2 separate regions of the Zea mays genome follow, and region 1 is linked to region 2. The links are chromatin contacts, called in public Hi-C maps. All regions are on one chromosome and are shown on one strand. The core of a region is the stretch at or near the end of the contact, and the rest is flanking DNA. Distances in the headings are between cores, read along the strand shown. Region 1 overlaps LOC100284452 (DNA methyltransferase 1-associated protein 1). Region 2 holds the start of EREB46 (Ethylene-responsive transcription factor WIN1).

Region 1 (4,380 bases), core at 475-2,974, 650 kb after region 2:
TTGTTAAGCATTCGTGATTTTTGTTAAGCCATTCTAGGGTGGTAATCATCACCTAGGATGTCAAATAGCATATATATGTGTGTCGCGCGTGTGTGTGATGATTATAGGAAGGAAATGACTGATTAGTCACCCTAATTCTAAATAGGCGCTTGATCGGTTCCCTAGAACAACCAACAAATTGTCAGATTTAAAAACTATGCTCCTCACACATAGGTAGGGTGGACACTTTTTTACAATAAACCAAAAATCGAATTGAACTGAAATATCATTTTTTGTAGTTTGATTCAGTTTCGGTTTTTGCATCTATGAAGTTCGGTGTTGATATCGTAATCAATTTTCGCCTTGTACCAAACCAAAAAAACTAAGAAATTGAAATACCGAACTTAAGCTATTCTAAAATTTGACTCTTTGATTATATAAACTAAATGTGTGCTGCAATAAACTTGTTGTTCACTTATTATTTATATGCGATGTATGATGGATCTCTAAATCCTTATGGTTATATAATTTTTATTTTTTAGATTGTGTGTAATCTATCATATAAACTTATTGTATGTGCTATCTTTCTTGATTATAAGTTTGATGTGTTCGGTTTTTACCGAAAACCTAAAGTAAAAAATCAAAACTGAACCCATCAGTTTTTCTTTTTCTAGTAAATTGATTGGATACTGATATTTATAAAACTGAAGTTTTTAAACTGAAAAAACAAACCAATAATTAAAAAACAAATGCCTAGTCCACGTATGCATAGGGCGATGAAGCTCAGGTAGGGGTGGTAACGGGCCATTTTATTTAGCCTAGCAAATTTAAGGATCAAGTCAAGTTAGGGCCGGATCATAAAACAATACAATTTTGAACTAACAAAATTAAAGGCTTTGTTGATTTGTGAAGCAAGTATTAGGGTCATGATCCATTACCACCTCTAAGCTCAGGGCTCAGGCTATAGCTCCACCATGACTGTGCAGAGTCGTTGTAGTCTAGTCTGTGTGAGGGCACCCTCAACTAGTTACTACTGCTCTAAGATAATTATATTAACTTTTTAATAATAGTTTATAATATAATTAGGCTTACAAAACAATCTTATTTACGTATAGGACTAACTCTTAATTGAAAGATAATTTTTTCATCTCATCCATTAAAATATAAAATAAAATGTTTAGAGCTAGTTCATAAGTCAATGGGTAGATGTAAGAATGGCAATTTAACCCGTAAATCTAAAATCTGATGGATACTCGACCTGACGGATGTGGGTACAAGTGAAGATTTGATTTTAACCAACGGATGCAACCCACACCCAATCCGAAGTTTCGTGGGTATGGACATAAATTTCTATTTCAACCCACGGATGCCCACATGCAACTCAGAAATTTGGTTTATTATTTAGTTTGCTAAAATTGGTTAAAATATAATAGTAATTATTTTGAATAAGTAACTTAGCTAATGATTTATGAAATATTTTGTTGTTGCTTAACATTAAAATGCTTAAAATTCGTAGAAATAACTTAATTATTATCGATACTTAATTAACTACCCGCGGGTGCAATTACAAGTGGGTTTATGTATACTTTATAAGTACAAGTTTTTATTCCACCTATTGCCATCCTAAATAGATGGGAGGGGGAGGGGGCACGACAACTCGACTAGCAAGGACGCTAGTGGTGTGTGTGTGTGTGTGTTTTTTTTTTTTTGCAGGATCCCAGGAGCAGGGTGGCTGTCACTGTGAATCGCGCTTCGTCGTGCGCACCTTTGTATGCGCTAATGCGCAATGGTGGGCTGGTAGCTATTATTGTACGGGACGAGGCTGATTTTTTTAACTTCAGACCACAAGAAGATTGTATGAGACGAGGGTGAATTTGATTTGTAGGATATTTATAATCTTCAATATCCACTCCAATCCAATCAAACTAAACAAACCCTGGCTTTGTTTGGATACTCTAGTATTCATCCCAATACCCATGTATTGAGGTGTAAGTTAACAAATTTACACCCCAATCCACCTCAATATATATAGATTAAGATAAATAATAGAGTACCCAAACAAAGTAAAGGAGCTGTCAGATGAGCTTCCGGGAAGGCATGGTGAACAAACAGGCACTAGCGTGCTCTCAAAGCCTGTTTGTTGAACGTCTATTGGGTGAACCGATTGACCGTGCTGGTTGGACAGGAGCAAAAACGGAATTGTCGGGCTTACCGGTCTCCCATACTCAGAATTCAGAAATCTGCTGAAAAGTGACGATTTCGACCTCTCAGTTATCTGTGTAACATTACATGACAATAATAGATAGATACATTATAAATCCAAAACCGGTCCACCCAGCATATGGCCCGAAGTCAGGGCAAGCAGCGAAAGTCGGTTCCTGCATGACTGGCCAGCCCAACGGATTTCCATTGATGCCGTTGCTGACCTATTAGGTTCTACTAGTTCATCTCTACTGTAAGACTGCAAGTGCTACATTATTCAAAAAAGTGATGTAAATGTCAATCTGCAGCTCTTAAGTCGGGACTAAATAATCATGAAAAACACGTAGTTTAACTTTAGTATGATATGACACACCTTGGTTGTTTGACTAGAGTTTTCATCCTGACATTTGAACAGCACTATCAGTCAGATCCCTTCAATTTTCTAGGCCGCTTCGACTGGGGTGGTGATGGAGGCGCATCTATAAATCTTCCAGTGGACTGGCAAAAATAATTTGAGATGAAATGAAGCCATAACATAGTTAAAAGCAGTTGAAAAAATAAATTGAACTCGTAGAGATAGGGGTGGTAATGGATCAAGATCCAAATGTTTCTTCACAATTTGTTTGAGCCCTTAATTAATTTTAATTTAAAAATGAATAGAAATAGAGCCTGATCGTAATCTGATCCGGTCCTTAAATTTAAATTTCATACAATTTGTTTGAGCCCTTAATTAATTTTAATTTAAAAATGAATAGAAATAGAGCCTGATCGTAATCTGATCCGGTCCTTCAATTTAAATTTCATAGTGTAAAATTGGAACCCATTACCACCCCTACGTAGAGGTGCATAGTAGTAGAAAATACTAGTCATCCATTAAATCGTCTGTAATCTAACAAACATCGTAGAAACATCATGGATGCTTCAATTCAAAGATGTGCCCGTACCATAAAAGAAACCAAGCAAAGTTTAAAGAAACCAAGCAAAGTTTAACAGCAGAATTAAAGGGAAAAACAACAAACCTTCCGCTTGTGATCCCGTTTGCCTGCTCTTTCACCTGAAGTCACATGAAGCAGTATGATGCAAAATATCAATAGGAAACCCCTCATACTGAAGATGGAAGACTTAAAAAACTGAAGTGTCCGCTTTTAAATACTTCCTCCGTTCTAAAATAGTATTCTTTTTAGCTCTTAATTTTTATGTCCATATTCAACTAGATGATGATGAATCTAGACATATATATAGAACACATACACTAAGTATTGTATGAATCCCATAAAAAGGTAAAACGAATTTTATTTTGGTACAAAGGGAGTACCTGTAAACCCACTTGTATCAGGGATGAAGGGCCGATCAATGTCCCTATTAGAACGCTGCAAATAAATGCACCGTAATGTTGTTAAATAGAAAACAACTAATTGTTGGACCTGATAAGGCACTAGCCAGCGAGCATAACTATTACCACAAAAGGGGAAACATAATTCACTTCGTCTCAACAATAATTTTCCACTGGACCATTTTAGATGGTTCCACTAGACATTTCAGTTAACAGGAAATTTGGATCTTGAAGTACGGTGAACTAACATATAGTCATTGTTTTGCACAACCCCGTTAATACATCACTAAGCTCTTCATATCTTTTATCAAGAAACCACTTGTGAGTTGTGACAGCCATATAATTCTGCAAAAGATCAGAACAAGAAGCCTATTTGCACTCTGATGTATCTATTCCCAAAGGTTGACTTCACTTTAACTTACAACAGTTCCACACTGATATAAAAGAGGAAAAAGGCAGGTAATTCATATATATTATATTGAATACCTTAGGTGTGCTTGGTGCCTCTGTGAAGGAACTTTCCCGGTTAGCTGAAACTTCAGCCTCTTTATTTTGCAGCTATTAACATAGAAGACAAAAGGGAACTGTTAGTTAAAAGGAAATAACAAATATTTGAAGACATGCTCAGTTTCCCCTTTTTTCCATCACATCTTATTCAACAAATGCTTCGGAAAAAAGATCAAAATTGGGAATCAACACTTCTGCAACCTAATGCAAATTTATAAGGTTAAAAGTATATGCAAGTTGCAAAATGCTAAAGAACATGGATGGTCAGCTTTAAAAAATGTACCTGCTTTTGTAGGTTAAGCAATGTGAGTAGCTCATTCCGCAGTTCAATATGCTCTATGCAAACTGCTTTCGTTGGG
Region 2 (4,368 bases), core at 1,758-4,257:
AACTTAAGAAATTTTAAGGGGAAACAGCTAGTACCCACTGAATGAACTGAAGTTATCAAACATAACTACATGTGGAACATATGATTGAGATAAACACTAGTGGGAACATTATTTTTTTGCACGGTCAGAAGTGCCTAATCGGCTGAACCCTTGGTGGTCAGAGGTGACGGCGTTTTTGTTTGCGTCTGGACTGCTTTGTCTCTCACTAAACTATTGTAATTTTGTTGCTCCCTGGTAATGAAATTCGGTTTGACTGCTGTAGACAAAAAATTGGGAACAAAAACAAGCATTACTCCAAACCTTCCATGTTTATACCATTATCCAGTGTAGACAAGAACTGGATATAAAACAGGCATCTAAACTATCTTGAAACAACTTAACTCTTTTATGTAGCTATCCAGAAATTCTTTCGAAATGACAGGCCTCAAAGTTGCTGTTTTGTTATTTTTTGAAACACAACTCGGAACGGATCAACACTGGTGGGAATATAGTTTCCTTCTCTTTTATTCTTCTCTAATACAATCGTACATTCTGACTGACCAACTAACTGGCTGGGCCCTTAGCATTGACTGCATGCTTTGCACCAACCTCCAAATACAACCATGGAGCTGATAATTGCTTTTTTCGCTGTCTGCTCTTTGAGTTCTGGAAGAGAAAATAGCACAGTTACTGTGTTTTTTTTTGTTAACTTGTTATCTATTGCACTCGTGCAGGGGTTTGCACTGTCATGTTTGCATGCCAGCTAAGATACAAGTTGTTACTTGTTAGGGGTAGCTCAATGCCAAGAATTGCTGATCATGAGTTTACTACTACTGTGGTGGATGAATCACCACTATGCAAGTTATTTTCACTAATGTATCTGATTGGATGGCTGCCTTTTCGGTCATAATGGCATGTGATGGGCACATGAAGGCCTCAATTTTGGTATGGTATGGTAACTCTGATTCCGGCCATGGGATACTGGAGCTAGATGGCAAAATTCTAAGAACAATCAATTGTTCCTAGTCTGATGGCAAATGTTATGCTGATCATTATGACATTTGTCTGTACTACCTTGTCATGATTATCAATTATTTATATATTACATTTGCTTATTTAATGAGGAGAAATATAACCTTAAGGCCTTTAAAGTGTTTGTTGCACATCTTCATGGTCCATACGCTGGGTTGATTGTTCCACCCTTAGTGCATCTCTACGTCCACATTGTAGAGCTTTTGATAGTTACATGATGCTGAACATAGTGCATGACCTATTCATTAATACAAGATTGGCAGAAGAGGGTATCTTTAAAGGCAAAAACTGCTATGCAATCAAGCTACCAAAAGTCATGATTTTTTTTTTAAAAAGAATATAATTGTACTTCATTGTTTACTCTACCAATATATAAAGTTTACGTTCTAATTCATTCTATGTTAAGAGATATAAATAAGAGAATTATATCATTTTTCTCCTTTTTATATCTCCTAACATAGGATGAATTAGAATACAAAATTTAATATATTGGTAGAGTAAATAATGAAGTACATATATAATTCTTTTGAGAATTTTTTATGACTTTAATTTGATGGCACGACGATTGCACGAGAATCTTGATTGCATAACAGTTTTTGCCATCTTTAAATGTTCCATTCTTAATAGTGTTCAGTAGTGCTTGGTAATGTGGAATTGGATGTATTGTCTACTTGCTGGTTTGTCTTGTATGCCATAGTGATGACATCTCATAAAGCATGGCCCTTCTAACCATTCTTTCATAAAAGTAAAGTTATCCGCAAACATCACCTTCATCCTGTTTTGAGATTTTTTATTTGTTTAGCTTTTTTTTCTTTGTTTGAAGAAATAAAGTAAGACTGTATACTCACTATTTAAAAAAAAACTGTTGAGATTCTTCAACTGAGTTTGACATCAGGATCCAAGCAAAGGATGAGCAGTAACACAATCATAATCTATTTATTTCTTTTATAAGCAATTATATCACTGACATTGATGTGTAACAAAGTATCTTGATAGGAACATGTGTATGTAGAGCTTTTCACGTACATAGAACTGCACACAATTGCAAACTTTATAGTTCTTGTAAGTTGGATTTAGTAATAGACATATATCTATATTACTGAAGCAACCTGAACTGCTTGTGTACCAACCGACCTAGCGAAACTCTGATCTGGGATGGTGACTTGTGCTGTTTGATCCATGCTTTTCAGATGATGAAGCGACCTTGGTCATCTCCGTTTGAGGGTGAAGCTGGGCTGCTGCTGCTCAGCAACTCTTCGATCATTTGCAGTGCGATCCTCTCCTCCTCATCCATCGGCGTGGCTGGTGGAGCAGTTGTTGCTGATGTGGACTGTGATGCAGCATCAGTGGATGCTGCATCTTTGTTGAGCTCCACTGTCATGACCCAGTTGGAGTCAGCACGGGCTCCTGCACGCTTCTGCCAAACACCAATGTGGGACTTCTCAGGGTCAAGGCGGAGACAGGTCAGGGACGGTGATGGCGCCTTGCAGCATTTGCGGAGCTTCGCACTGAGAATCTGGGACAGGTTGGTGGTAGAGGAGCCGCTGCTGAAGTTGCTGCGGGCGTCCCTTCCCGCAGCTGGGGTAGGCTCCCCTGTGCTGCTTCTTTGGATTGGGAAGTTGGTCTTGGCGTTGCGTCCGCTCATCAGCACAGCAGCCTCATCATATGCTCTCGCTGCCTCCTCAGCCGTCTCAAAGGTACCCAGCCAGACCCTCCTCTTACTGTACGTATCACAAAAAGATACATGCATTGCAATTCAGAATTATGGTTGCATCAGTAGTTTATGTTCCCTAAAAATTAGAGGGACGGAGGCCTTACAGGAGGGGATGCCTGATCTCAGAGACCCAGGAGCCCCAGTGGCGCTGCCGGACTCCACGAAACTTCTTTGGCTGTACCATTTTCCTGGAGTGGAGATTCTCTGTCATGGAGAAGGACACAGGAGGCAGAGATGAGCTCTGCTGGGGCGCCTATGAAGTGAAGTGTGTGTGGCCGTGTGGGGGAGGAACGGGCTGGTTTGAGTGAATATAAACTGCCCAGCCTGTACTTGCTTCTGCAGTGAGTGATAAATGTGGTTAGCTGCGTAGGTAGTAAGAGAGGAAAGGAGTGGAGAATATGTCTGGACCTAGTTTTCACTCACCAGTCACCAAGCCACCTTGATAGAAGGCGGCATACACTGACTGGAGAGCAGGGGTGCTGGGGCCAAGAGCAGTAGACCAAGCGTGCGTCAATGGATAAAACTATAGAGGCAAAAGATGAGGGGAGGGGCAACTGAAGGGGGGGCCACATGGTGTCTGCAGGTGTGGGCTGTCGGTGAACTGTGTGTATGCATAGCATAACCACCTTCCCTGCTAGTACAGTGGTAATAAACACTCTCACCTACACCCATGGCTGCCACATTTATTTGTGGGGCAACCCTAAGTTGATCCACATAGTCCTAGTAGTAGTTTATGTAGGGTTAATGTACATCTGTTTTGGATAACTTCATCTCTTTTTCCAGAGCTACTGGGGCCAATCATATTGTTGAGTATCACTGGAAGCGTGGACACTGCGGCAAAGCATATAGGTAAGACTTGTGCTGAAACTTAGGGTGTTGGAATATTTACTGCATATTTTTGAGATAACGTCAAAATTCTTTTGCTTCATTTGGAATCTCTAGTCGTGTTCCGTCACCCAATTTTTTCTCTATAAATATGTAATGGGATGTTGAAATTTACAGTGAATTGTTCTTGAACTGAATATAGATTGTGTGTTTAGAGTGATTTCAGTGCGACCTGTGTATGAGAATTGACAAGGGTGCCTTTGTCCTGGGGTGTTAGTTCTGGAATTGCTTGGAGATGGTTGGCATTTAAGCTTGTCTGAGGTAGCTGCAGGTACAGACTGGTGATGATGATGGTGTGTGCTCAGTTGATGGATACTTGTTCAATGAAGAAATATAAAAGTTTTTTTTTTCTGTCACTTATAATATGGGAGTAGACTGAACTGTTGTTCAGTGGAGAATTTGATAGTATGTTTACATTTTGGCTTCGCTATATTCTCACAATAGAAATCAGGTTGCAAAATGGTTATGAAGTTAGGCTATAATAATCTGTCTACACGTAACTTCATTTCTTCTCCATTGAACATCTCGTGTGCTTCGGTTTGTAGAAAATTTCATTTCATTTCACTTGAACTTGGCTTTCTTTCGTTAACCTCTGAAACTATCCACAAGACGGTAGCTCTAAAGGTTTATGGTAGTCTGCTTCAGCAATAAGCTTACTCTTGTCTTAGGATGACAAATGTTTATAGTAAGATCAGATCCTTCGCTGTATCCAAACATTCTAATAATTTTGGGTTCTTTGAAAGGGAGCTGGAGTCTTT

The links. A called contact is a pair of places that touch in the nucleus more often than the background predicts.
Region 1: a Hi-C map of ear shows a contact between it and region 2, with 2.8 times the contacts expected there. The contact joins the enhancer-like site here to the promoter of EREB46 in region 2. A contact is called at or near these places in 8 of 25 Hi-C or Micro-C datasets (bundle sheath, ear, endosperm and 3 more).

Annotation. Positions count from the first base shown.
Region 1 is chr5:117,156,592-117,160,971 of Zm-B73-REFERENCE-NAM-5.0, forward strand. LOC100284452 (DNA methyltransferase 1-associated protein 1) reads right to left here. Exons shown (of 18, transcript NM_001157347.2): 13 at 4,305-4,380; 14 at 4,001-4,072; 15 at 3,497-3,551; 16 at 3,201-3,235; 17 at 2,555-2,679; 18 at 1,691-2,449. The coding sequence ends at 2,602. Among protein-coding and RNA genes, the nearest start is that of LOC100284452, 31 kb to the right of the region's middle. Within about 2 kb of position 1,725, at least 6 of the 20 cell types and tissues checked have an H3K27ac peak or open chromatin away from gene starts, as enhancers often do. A contact at or near this core is called in bundle sheath and ear, where this site is marked.
Region 2 is chr5:116,509,288-116,513,655 of Zm-B73-REFERENCE-NAM-5.0, forward strand. EREB46 (Ethylene-responsive transcription factor WIN1) reads right to left here and starts at 3,008. Exons shown (of 2, transcript NM_001155213.1): 1 at 2,830-3,008; 2 at 1,922-2,732. The coding sequence starts at 2,936. The coding sequence ends at 2,198. LOC103626807 (DEAD-box ATP-dependent RNA helicase 41) reads left to right here. Exons shown (of 7, transcript XM_035959112.1): 5 at 714-924; 6 at 2,202-2,708; 7 at 3,509-4,368.